Linked DNA regions of Anser cygnoides: region 1 is linked to region 2. Evidence: chromatin contacts called from public Hi-C data. All regions are on one chromosome and are shown on one strand. The core of a region is the stretch at or near the end of the contact, and the rest is flanking DNA. Distances in the headings are between cores, read along the strand shown.

What was found. A called contact is a pair of places that touch in the nucleus more often than the background predicts.
Region 1: a contact with region 2 is called in a Hi-C map of liver, with 10 times the contacts expected there. The contact joins two enhancer-like sites. A contact is called at or near these places in 4 of 7 Hi-C or Micro-C datasets (fetal liver, granulosa cells and liver).

What each region holds. Positions count from the first base shown.
Region 1 is chr1:44,881,278-44,887,058 of Taihu_goose_T2T_genome, reverse strand. No RefSeq gene overlaps it. Among named protein-coding and RNA genes, the nearest start is that of ATF7IP, 39 kb to the right of the region's middle. Within about 2 kb of position 4,233, at least 3 of the 3 cell types and tissues checked have open chromatin away from gene starts, as enhancers often do. A contact at or near this core is called in fetal liver and liver, where this site is marked.
Region 2 is chr1:44,794,877-44,800,029 of Taihu_goose_T2T_genome, reverse strand. The region is part of intron 1 of ATF7IP (activating transcription factor 7 interacting protein); the gene reads left to right. Among named protein-coding and RNA genes, the nearest start is that of ATF7IP, 47 kb to the left of the region's middle. Within about 2 kb of position 3,014, at least 3 of the 3 cell types and tissues checked have open chromatin away from gene starts, as enhancers often do. A contact at or near this core is called in fetal liver and liver, where this site is marked.

The DNA.
Region 1 (5,781 bases), core at 2,984-5,483, 86 kb before region 2:
ACAGACTAATCTAAGTATAAATCTGGCCCTTTTGGTGTGAGGGAGGCAGAGGAGGCTGGACCCAGACAACCTCCAAAGATCTCTTCCAACTTAAATTATTCTGTGGTTCCACAGCTCTTGAGTACTCTACTGGTTGTAGGTGTCAAGGTGTTGGTAGTGGGAGGGCTGCAGGAGTGCCCTCTGTGAGAAGAGACCAGGGTCTGCCCTCTGCTAGACGTAGGCAGGTCCAGCTGGTTCCAACAGGCCCATTGCAAGGCATAGCTGAAACCAGAGGACAAGATGGTGGCACCACTGGAAAAAAAAATGTTGAAAGGAGCAGAAAATGCCACAGTCAGAAGAAGAGGGAACAGCAAAAATTAATGAGAAACAACAGAGGGGGCACCGAGGTCAAAAGAGACAGAGGTGCTTCATAACAAAGCAGATAATACCTGCACCCCTCCCATCCCCATGCCAGACCAGATGTAAAGTGTGAGATGAAAGAAGCAGAAAAGAGAGACTGTTATGTACTGAACATAACATCCCCCAGCACCTTTGAAACCATTCTTTTCCTTGGTGAAAGAAGTGTGACCTGTGGTGATAAGAAGGGGAGAGGAGAGGAGTGAAACTGAGCCTAGGAAACGGGGAAGGAAAGAAGTTTTCCCATGTTTGGTTGTTGTTTCTCAATACCCAAACCAGTAATTTTATGTATAGGTATAAATTAACAATAAATTAATTTCCCCAAGGTCAGCCTGTTTTGCCTGCTATGGTAATTCGTAAGCGGTCCCCAGGTCTTCACCTTTGACCCAGGAGCTTCCTCATTCTTGTTCTTCCTGTCCTCTCCCCCATCCTGATGTGGACAGAGGGTGAGCGAGCAGCTGTGTTGTCTGATAAAAAGTTTAGATTTGTTACCTGGTATGCAATAAGCCAATCCATACACTAGGTTGAGATATTGTTTATTTCAGAATTGTGCAAGTCTGGGTACCAGGCGGTTTCCAACAAAGCTAGCACCCTAAGGATTTTCTATGCCACTCTTTATACAATCCTTTATCAATATTTGCATGTTTGTACAATCCCCTACCCTCCATACATAATTAGCATACTGCTGACATGACAGAATCATTCTGCGCATCCTCAGAGGAAGGTCCCTTGTTAGGCCCAGGCCTCCCAGACTATGCGCTTGATTTTTACTATTATAATGAGGATAGTTCATGGATAAATCACATTAGAATCCTCCTGATCTTTGTCTTTCAGCCAACTAGTCACGTGATTGGTGACATATTCAAGGGCATGAGACAGGATGTTTTCCTCAAGAATGTCAATATAATGGTCTTCCTGATTAGCAGTTCCTCAATTAATCATCCTTTAGACATCTCCAAGGCCTGGGTCATCTTGCCCTTTCCTCAATTTGCATATTTTAACACTTTCACACAAAACAGAGTTAACTATACACTGGTGTCAGCTGGGTGAGAGTTTGGCTTCTAACTTGGGCCAGCCCATCACAACTCCTTTTACATGTGGATGGCAAACGGTTTGCACATGTATGAACTTTTCTTCCTACTTTGCTTGGGAGCCTCTACATTTTGCATACATTTCACAGTATCACAGTATCACAGATTTCTAGGTTGGAAGAGACCTCAAGATCATCGAGTCCAACCTCCGACCTAACACTAAGTACTCCACTAAACCATATCGCTAAGCTCTACATCTAAACGTCTTTTAAAGACCTCCAGGGATGGTGACTCCACCACCTCCCTGGGCAGCCCATTCCAATGCTTAATAACCCTTTCGGTAAAGAAGTACTTCCTAACATCCAACCTAAAACTCCCCTGGCGCAACTTTCGCCCATTCCCCCTCGTCCTGTCACCAGGCACGTAGGAGAACAGACCAACCCCCACCTCTCTACAGCCTCCTTTAAGGTAACTGTAGAGAGCGATAAGGTCGCCCCTGAGCCTCCTCTCCTCCAGGCTGAACAAGCCCAGCTCCCTCAGCCGCTCCTCGTAAGACTTGTTCTCCAGACCCCTCACCAGCTTGGTCGCCCTTCTCTGGACTCGCTCGAGCACCTCCATGTCCTTCCTGTAGCGAGGGGCCCAAAACTGAACACAGTACTCGAGGTGCGGCCTCACCAGAGCCGAGTACAGGTGCACAATCACTTCCCTAGACCTGCTGGCCACACCGCTTCTTATACAAGCCAGGATGCTGTTGGCCTTCCTGGCCACCTGGGCACACTGCTGGCTCATATTCAGCCGACTATCCACCAATACTCCCAGGTCCTTCTCGGCCAGGCAGCTTTCCAGCCACTCATCTCCCAGCCTGTAGCTCTGCTTGGGGTTGTTGCGCCCCAGGTGCAGGACCCGGCACTTGGCCTTGTTGAACTTCATACAGTTGACCTCAGCCCATCGCTCCAGCCTATCCAGATCCTCCTGCAGAGCCTTCCTGCCCTCGAGCAGATCGACACACGCACTTAGCTTGGTGTCATCTGCAAACTTACTGAGGGTGCACTGGACGCCCTCATCCAGATCATCGATAAAGATATTAAAGAGGACCGGCCCCAGTACCGAGCCCTGGGGGACACCACTAGTGACCGGCCTCCAACCAGATTTGACTCCATTCACCACAACTCTCTGGGCCCGGCCATCCAGCCAGTTTCTAACCCAGCGAAGCGTACGCCAGTCCAAGCCCCGAGCAGCCAGTTTCTTGAGGAGAATGTTGTGGGGAACTGCGTCAAAAAGCCAATTTGTCACAGCATACCAAACAGACGACTTGTGCCTGCTGTCTGTGCCATCCTCAAAATCAGTAGTTGTAGTACACATATTTTTATCTCCAGATGTGGATGTGAATGGCATGCCCACAAGGCAGAAGTCTTTACAAAACCTAGCACTTACACCCTTCAGGACAATGGAAGCAGCACAGAGCCGTTTTACCACCTGAAGCCTGTGGAGATGAGGCCTACAGGTGAATGACTGACTTACAGAGATTCAGGTGGATGTACACATCACCACATGTGTTTGCCTCTCCTCATTAAGGTCAGGGGGAGTGGCTCGGGTATCTGCCTTGTTCAGAAACAGTTTAACAGTATCAGTGAGACAAATAAACATCTTGCTGCCACAAAAAGGGAGTTGCATCACTCCTTTGCCCACACCTCCCTTGTGGCTACATGTAACAGACCTAGTTTAGAGAGTCCAGCCTTTGCTTGACTCTTTGTTGTGCCAGCTCAACTCATGGATCTGGTAGCACTTTTCCTTTGACCAGTGCCAGAGCTAATGCAGGTGTAGGGGAGGGATTCCTTCAGCAGCAAGCCAACTGACAGATCTACTCAGGTTAATTATCAAACTAATGCCAGGGAAAGAGAGTGGCAACCATATACATGTCCCTCACTGTTGAGGAAGTAGGAAATGTCCCCCTGCAGTTTGTAGGGTCACACTACCTCAGTTCTTCTCCAAAACGTGGCCAGATCAGGTTTCCTTTGATCTGTAAGAATAGGGTGGGTGGATCAGCAAAGGAAAAAAAAAAAAAGTGTTCTTTGGTTACGGAATGACAAAATTTGGGGTGTGTTTATCCTCCTAGTGACTGTGAAAGGTGGGGCAGAAGGGACAGGGTACCACCCAGGTTTCCTTGCCTCCTGTACTGCCATGAGGTGATCACAGCCTGTGGCTGTGAGGAGAGGAGCACAGAGGGGCCTTTGTCTGCCATGACCTTGGCAGGTAACCGAGCTCTGTTCCTCCTTTTGGGGCTGTGACAGGAGGGGGGACAGTGTACAGGACAGGCAGGAGAGGACAGGAGTGTCTCTGAGGGATGGGGCACCAAGGAGCCCATGTGCAGCACACCTTCTGTGGATGGGGGGGGGGGGGGGTGGCTTTGGCCAAAAAGGGCATGGTTTGTGACACGTTCATTTCTTCCAGAAGTGGAAAAAACACGTAAAGCACACAGTATTTTCCACATTGTGGCAGAGAGGAAAATGTGGGTCAAGCGCCAGGGCAGCCAGGCGAGATGTCAATTGTGAGGGCAGCGCGGGGCTCGGCCAGGGCCCACCCAGGCGGTGGAGGGACAAAGGGCCACGGTGCTGTGGGAGGGAGGCCCGGGAAGGAGGAGGCGGAGGCAGGGGAGAGGAAGGCGGGGGCGCTGCCCGCAGCCAGCACAGCCGGCCCGGGCCGGTTCGAGCCGGTCTGAGCCGGTTGTGGCTCTGCAAGGAGACTGCAGCTGCGGAGGCTGCCGCTTGCATCAGGGCGAGCGGCACTCTTCGGACTGGATTCCTCCGAGCCTTCGGAGCGGAGCTCCACGCGAAGGTGGCCCCGCGCGGCTGCTGCCGGCAGACACAATACGGCCCGGCCCGGCCCGGCTCTGCCGCAGCGCGGAGCCGGAGCCGCCTGCATGTGGGGATCCGCTCCTGGCTTTGCGTGTCGCCCCGCGCGGCCGCAGGCTGCCGGAGGGGCAGGGAGGCCCCGGTGTCGGGTTTCAGCGGAGTCCTGTGGCTGCTGGGGGCGGGGAGGGGAAGGGAGGGGAGCGGCGGCGAGGGGGCGCCTCAGGGCCGGGCCGGGCAAAGCCAGGCCAGGCAAAGCCAGGCTGGGCTAGGCTGGCCTGAGGGCCGCTGGGAGGGCAGCGTGCGGCTCTCACCGGCCATGGAGCTCCAGCTGCCCCTCACACGGCCACCCCAAGTCCCGGGGTGCCCCTGTCGGGCATCGGTTGGCAGGACGGGTGCTGCTGAGGTGGCGCGGGGCAGGAAGCCTCTTGTGGTGTGTGGAGAAGGGAGCTGGATTTTCCCAGTGGTCCTTTAAACTCAAGCTTTTTTGGACTTACCTAGAATCTTTGAAATGACTTTCACACCACGTCTGTTTGGTGGTTTGTTTGTGTGTGTGTTTCTTTTGCACCTTATTTGTGCATATGCAAATACTGCATTTGATCTACTGTGGTCGCATTCAAAGTACAAAAAATCATCCAAACCCTTTTGTACGGGAAGTGACAATCTCCCTTGGAACACGTTTGCCTTTTTTTTTTTTCCTCCCCAGCTGATAAAATCTCATTATTAAAGTGCCCGTCACTGCAGCACAGAGGAACAGGCATCCAGACTCCTGACTTTCTTTGCGAAATGCTTTCACACTTTAATGCTTTACTTAATAGAAGACCGTTCTTTTCACTTCCCCAGCCTAAAGTACCATTTTATTACATCGTGTTTTCTAGAACAGGTATTAGTGGCTGTCTGTAGCATAGTAAGTCAACCTACTTTTAACAAATGTTATACTTTTCATCTGTACATTACCTGCACGGAGATCTGCAGTATCTCTGAACATACACAATTTCTGGTCTTAATATCATTTTATCCTTTCTGTCACATCCAGTTGTTAACAGGAACATAAACTGGCCTATGGTGTTTCAGCCTAAGGGCTAACTCAGTCATAATACTGAATTAGTAAAAGAACAGCCTTGTCCCCTCCCTTTCTATTAGATTAGATCTCTCCATGTGTCTTTAATCTCCTCATATGTGTTTGATTTACTTCTAGTTTCAGTCTTTCATCTCGCTGTCTTAGATTATGTTACATCATTCTCTGGATAACCCTGATAAATGGGGGCCACTCCCTGTCTGTCATCAAGAGTTTTTCTTTCTTTTTTGCCCCTCAGGGCATACCAACATGTCACTTTTTCACCATTGGTACAAATTTGTGAGAGGTGGGAATGGCGGTGCAGGAAAGGTGTTCCCTTGTTTAGCTATCTGACCCATTTAAAGTACAGTCTTAAAGTCTCACAATAAAAATCCTCGTGGCTGCCCAGATTTTGCCTGCAGCAGTATTCTTGCATGTCTTATCAGAA
Region 2 (5,153 bases), core at 1,765-4,264:
ATGTTGAATTTTGCTGTTACAGGAATTTGAAACAGCAATATTTGTTTAGCGTTTAGGATCTCACAGCTGAATTGAAAGCTGATGTTTTCAGTTGTTGATAAAAGTTGAAATGCCTAACACTTTGTGGTAAGAAGACAGGCAGTATCTACCACTGTTGCTCTGGCTGAGTTCCACTCCAAACAATTTTATAAGGATTGAAATGCCTGTTAAAAGTTGTTTCCAGAAGTCAACAAAGCTCTCTTTTCTTCTTGGAGAACAAGGTTTAGAGCTTAAACTTCACGTGTTTTAATGGCTGGTGATTCTAAGGCAGCCATGTTTGAATGAGGTTAGCTGGAATATGTAATTAAAACGTTGTCTAGGAAGAATTCGCTTTTGTTTTTCTCTTCCATTATCAATATATGTATGTATATATACTTTTATGTATACTTAATGTGTAATAGCTACTGAGGCATGAACTATTGAACCATGGAAGGACAATTCTGGAAAACCACCAGCAAGTTGAAAGATCTCAATTGTATAAATGGATCTAACAGGGAGTAGTTGCCATTCCTCCTGAGAGAAGAATCTAAAATTGCTATAATAGGATGAGAAATAGATTCATGAGCCAAAGTCAGAGGTGGTGTCATTCTCTTAGAGGTACCAAAGTGATGAGAATACAATTCAACTTTGTATGTTAGGCCATTGATGAAAGTGTACGAGACCAAGACCACTCGTCTGAAACTATACTATGGACATACTCCAGTTTACCAAGCACATAACCACTTCTTGGTGTGTTTCTCAGTAGGCATAGATCCATGTGAATTCGGTGTTACACAGAACCACTTCCTCAAAAGGCAGAGCACAAGGGTGGGGGACAAGCAGATCTCCAAGCACGGTGACGTCCCACTGCAGTCATGGGGAATAACTGGATTTTGATGCTTCTGTAGAAGGGTACAGCTGCTACCCAGTAACAGAGGAAAGAATAAAAACAGACGTGCTTGGACCTGGCTTGTCTTTCTGCATTTTTTGACTCAACATTTAACATAACACAAACTCGCTAGTGTTAAACCAGCATGACAGAGTTAAGGAGGGAATGTGCAGCCAGGCTATGCGCTTCCTGTTCGCTGCACTTGTGAGCTAACGCTGTTCTGAAGCCCTGGGTCTGAGCCCTGTAAGTTTTTGCTTCAGGTCGTTCCTAGCACTGCACTCGGCTCTCCTGCGCCATTCCCTGCCCACATTCTGCCTCAGGGCCTCGTGGCTCTCTGTTGCTGGGTAGAATTTCAGGAGCCTCTGCCTGATTGGCCGCCGTGCGGATCGCATCCAGCCAATCAGAGAGGGGCCTGTGGCCTGTCGCTGTGAGGCGGTGGCCGGGCGGGAGCGCGGCCGGGGCCGGCGCCCCCTAGGGTGCGGCCGGGAAACTGCAGGGCTCTGAGGCGGGAAATGCCGCCCGGTTCCCAACCAGCCACCCGCCCTGCCACCTCCCTCAGCCCCGGACAACGCGGCGAAAAAATGGCCGGAGGTTCAGTCAGAGCGAACCTTGTTTTGCTGTAGGTACAGGAGGTGGAGCTGGACGGCTTGGCGACGTGATTTTTCTCTCAGAAAATGGCGCGTTCTGCTGCCCCGCTCAGCCAGCGCACACAAAATGTCAGCCTGGAAGGGAACAAAACCTATGATCGCCTATGGTGTGCTAGAAGAAATACTGTTTTTGCTTAGTGTATCTCCTCAGATGTGTTTTTTGCATTTACTTCAAAATATTAAGACATAGTGTTGTTCGTGCACTGGTGGTGTGTATCTTGCGTTCGGTCAGTTAAGCAGACTTGAGTGAGGGGCATGAAAGCGCATTCCTGGTGCGGTATTTCAGCACGTGTTCTGGAAAAACAGATCACAAACTTGTTCTTCTTTGAAAATAGTTTTTAAATTTCTGACGACTTGTATCAACATTGCTATAGATGGTTTCAACTGAAAACTGCTTATTGTGAACCGCCGCTTAAGAGGTAGGTTCTGTTCATTACGTGCATTCTCTGGGACTCTCCATCTAGAACATCGTGCTCCTGACCATTAGCTGTCTCTGTTCCATTGATTCAGCTGTGCTACGTTTTAAGTAGACTTGAATATTTGAGCACTGGTTTTCCTGATCAAAGGCTTTTACTTCCTCCATGTAGTTCTTGTGCTTTTGCAAGTGTTTTATGGTGGTGCTTTTGGCTAGCACTACATACATTCCAGGAAGCCTGTGCAAATGCTGTTCTAGACTGATTATATTATGCAAAACCCATTGTGCACTGTTGCAGAGATTCCAGTTTTTTCCCCCTAGTGTGTTTCCATGACCTTCTCTTTGTCTACTGCCTGTTACCAGGCAGGATTCAGGCAGCCGCTCGCTGATTGGCTCACTTTTTGAGCAGCTCGTGGGCTGTGCTCATGCGAGCTCACGATCATAGGCTAATCCATAGCAGCTAAACTAATACCTTCCTTTGTTGCTTCAGAGCTGCAATCTCTTTGCATGGTAATAATAAATATATATATGTATAAGGGGAAGAGGAGGGAAAAATTTCTAATTGGCTGCAAGAGAAGTCCTTCGTGTATTCTTAGCTACACTGGTACATTTTGGTTTTGCCATCCATCACATATTTGGTAATGAGAAATATTTGCAGATTTGTAATTGGAGGGAGGTGCATGATGGTGTGTTTGTCATGCTGAAGTAAGTATGACTTTAAAGCTTAAAATGAAGAATTTTGATAAATGATACCTAAACAAATACATACAGTATTCATGTGTTGGTGTTTCAAAATTGATTATTGTTTTGTTGAACTTTATTAAACAAAACCACCTTATTTACAGAATTTAACCCTTGCATACTTATCTCTACATGCAGGAGTCATTTCGTACTGCTCTGCACAAATGCCTTTCCTTGAAATAATAGGTGCCACTTCACTGGCTTGGCGCCTGAGCCGCTCATGACCATGTCACAACAAAGAAATGTGATGATGAAAAACTGAAACTACTTAAGCGTCACATGAGGGAAGTGTATAGTAAATGTAGCTAAACTCTGTGTTAATTGTTGAGTATAAAAGGAGACTATCTAAATACATTCCTTTTTAAAACACTAGGAGTTTATAAAGTGTTAAGACTGAATTCATATAGCCTGCTCTCCTTTCTGAAAGGCAGCCTCTACCCCTTTGGTGGACTGGAAGGCAGATATTTATAAGATGATTGCTCATAGGCTTGCACCCATACAACCAAACCTGTCTGAACTGGTTACTGATTAATTTGTTTCTTATTTTACTCAGCTCTCACATGAGATCTGTTACTTGGCTGCAGTGTGCTCCCTTGTGGGTATGGCTGGAAACGCTTTAAGTGTGGTCTGCTGTGATATGTGATACTTAACCAGCATTTAGTTTTCATCTTTAAATCTCATCTATGTTTATAGTTTTGTAGCTTTTCCTTGGTGTTGTTTGGTTGTGAAAGATTGTGGGATTGAGCTGAAAATGTGCATCAATTAAATAGCCATCTAACAATGGAATTTTGTAAGGCTCCTTTGTATCAGTTTCACTGTAGAACTGTATTAGGGTTTTGTCTTTTAGCTATATTTTCGATAATATTGTTAGATATAAACTAAACACATTTTTGAAATACGTTAGTAACTGAAGCTTATTCCTTCAGTATTTTTCTGTTCTAAGAAAAAAAGTAAAGATGTGCATTAACGTAAAAAAGGTATTCTGATGTTTGATTTTTAAGATTGTTATTCTTGGTAAACTGAAAAAGGCAACGTCTTTCATTTTAGTTTTATTTACCATATTTCATGCTATGTTAAAAATATGAATGAAAGGCCGTTTAGATATCTAAGGAAACTAGAGCATACAAATACTACTTTGCTTTAAATTGCATTTTATGATTATACAAACGATGCATTTACAAACTTGATTTTAAGTTGTGTGTGAAATTTTGTAATTGATCGTTAAAATATCATTTGGTTACAGTAAGAGTAAGATCAGATATTACAAAATTCACAAACTCTTTAAAGACTTCAAAATTCAGTGTAATGCTTATAAAAGAAAGCATTGTAGTCAGAGAAATCCAGCTACATGTACTCACTTAATTTTGATACAAAGGCCTTATATCCTTGTACTAGATGAACAGAAGGCTTTAGCTGCTGCCTATCATGAGTCTTAAGAATTGTTCGAGGTTAGCCAAGCCTGACTTTTTTTTTCCTTTCAAAATCGACTCTGCAAGACATACCTCTGAAACAGCATGCATGTTGTAGGGGATTACACTCATGGAACCGTGAGTATGACGATCAGTGCTCTATGTGACAGCCTGATACAGGCTTTTATAGTGACATAAAAAAGCTTTCTGCTGAAGTTCTTGGGAAGGAGGAATGTGTATGCTTTCAGAGACTGCATGCGTGCTTCTAAAATATTTAGAGGTTTTTCTATGCTTCTCATAATTTCAGGACTGTGTTAAATTACTGTGTCACATGTGTTCTCTTCTAGAGGAATATAAAAATACTGTATTTACTATGTAGACTGGTTTGGAAGGATTATTAACAACTCGTCTTGAGTTTGTACTTCATCTGACTGGAAATGGTTATGGGATGAGAATGTTTTCTTACTACAGGTAAACTGATTTTCCAAATCAGTGTTTCTGTAGGTGTGTTGCATTTTGCTTCCACTAGTGGCAGCGCAGTAGTAGACAGTCGTGTTCAGAAACTTGTTCAGACTCTCTTAATGGTATTATGGTGAGTGTAAATAGAGCTGATAAAATCTTCTGTGAAGGTCTTTTTCATCTGTTCGCAAGGTGTGAATGCATCTGTTATTTAAGCTCCATCAGTTACTCAAATATGAAGATTCTACATTGTCAAGCAGAAAAGAATTGAAACAAAGTATAAGGGAATTCAGTGTTAATAAGAAATGGAAAATGACAACAAAAAATCTTTATCACATCTCTTTCCATTTTACCTGTATTTTTGATAAATTATGGTACCTAAGGATGGTAGAAGCCTTATGGTTATGTAATACAGTATGTCATGGTTGTAAGGTCTTGAGTTTATCTTGAGAGTTGAATTTATATTGTACCACAGAATATATATTCCTTTTGTATCTTCAAATATCCTAGTTAGGAAATGCAGAAATGCTAGATTTCCTTCATAAACAAGCTGTTCACAGTAAACTAGGAAGGAT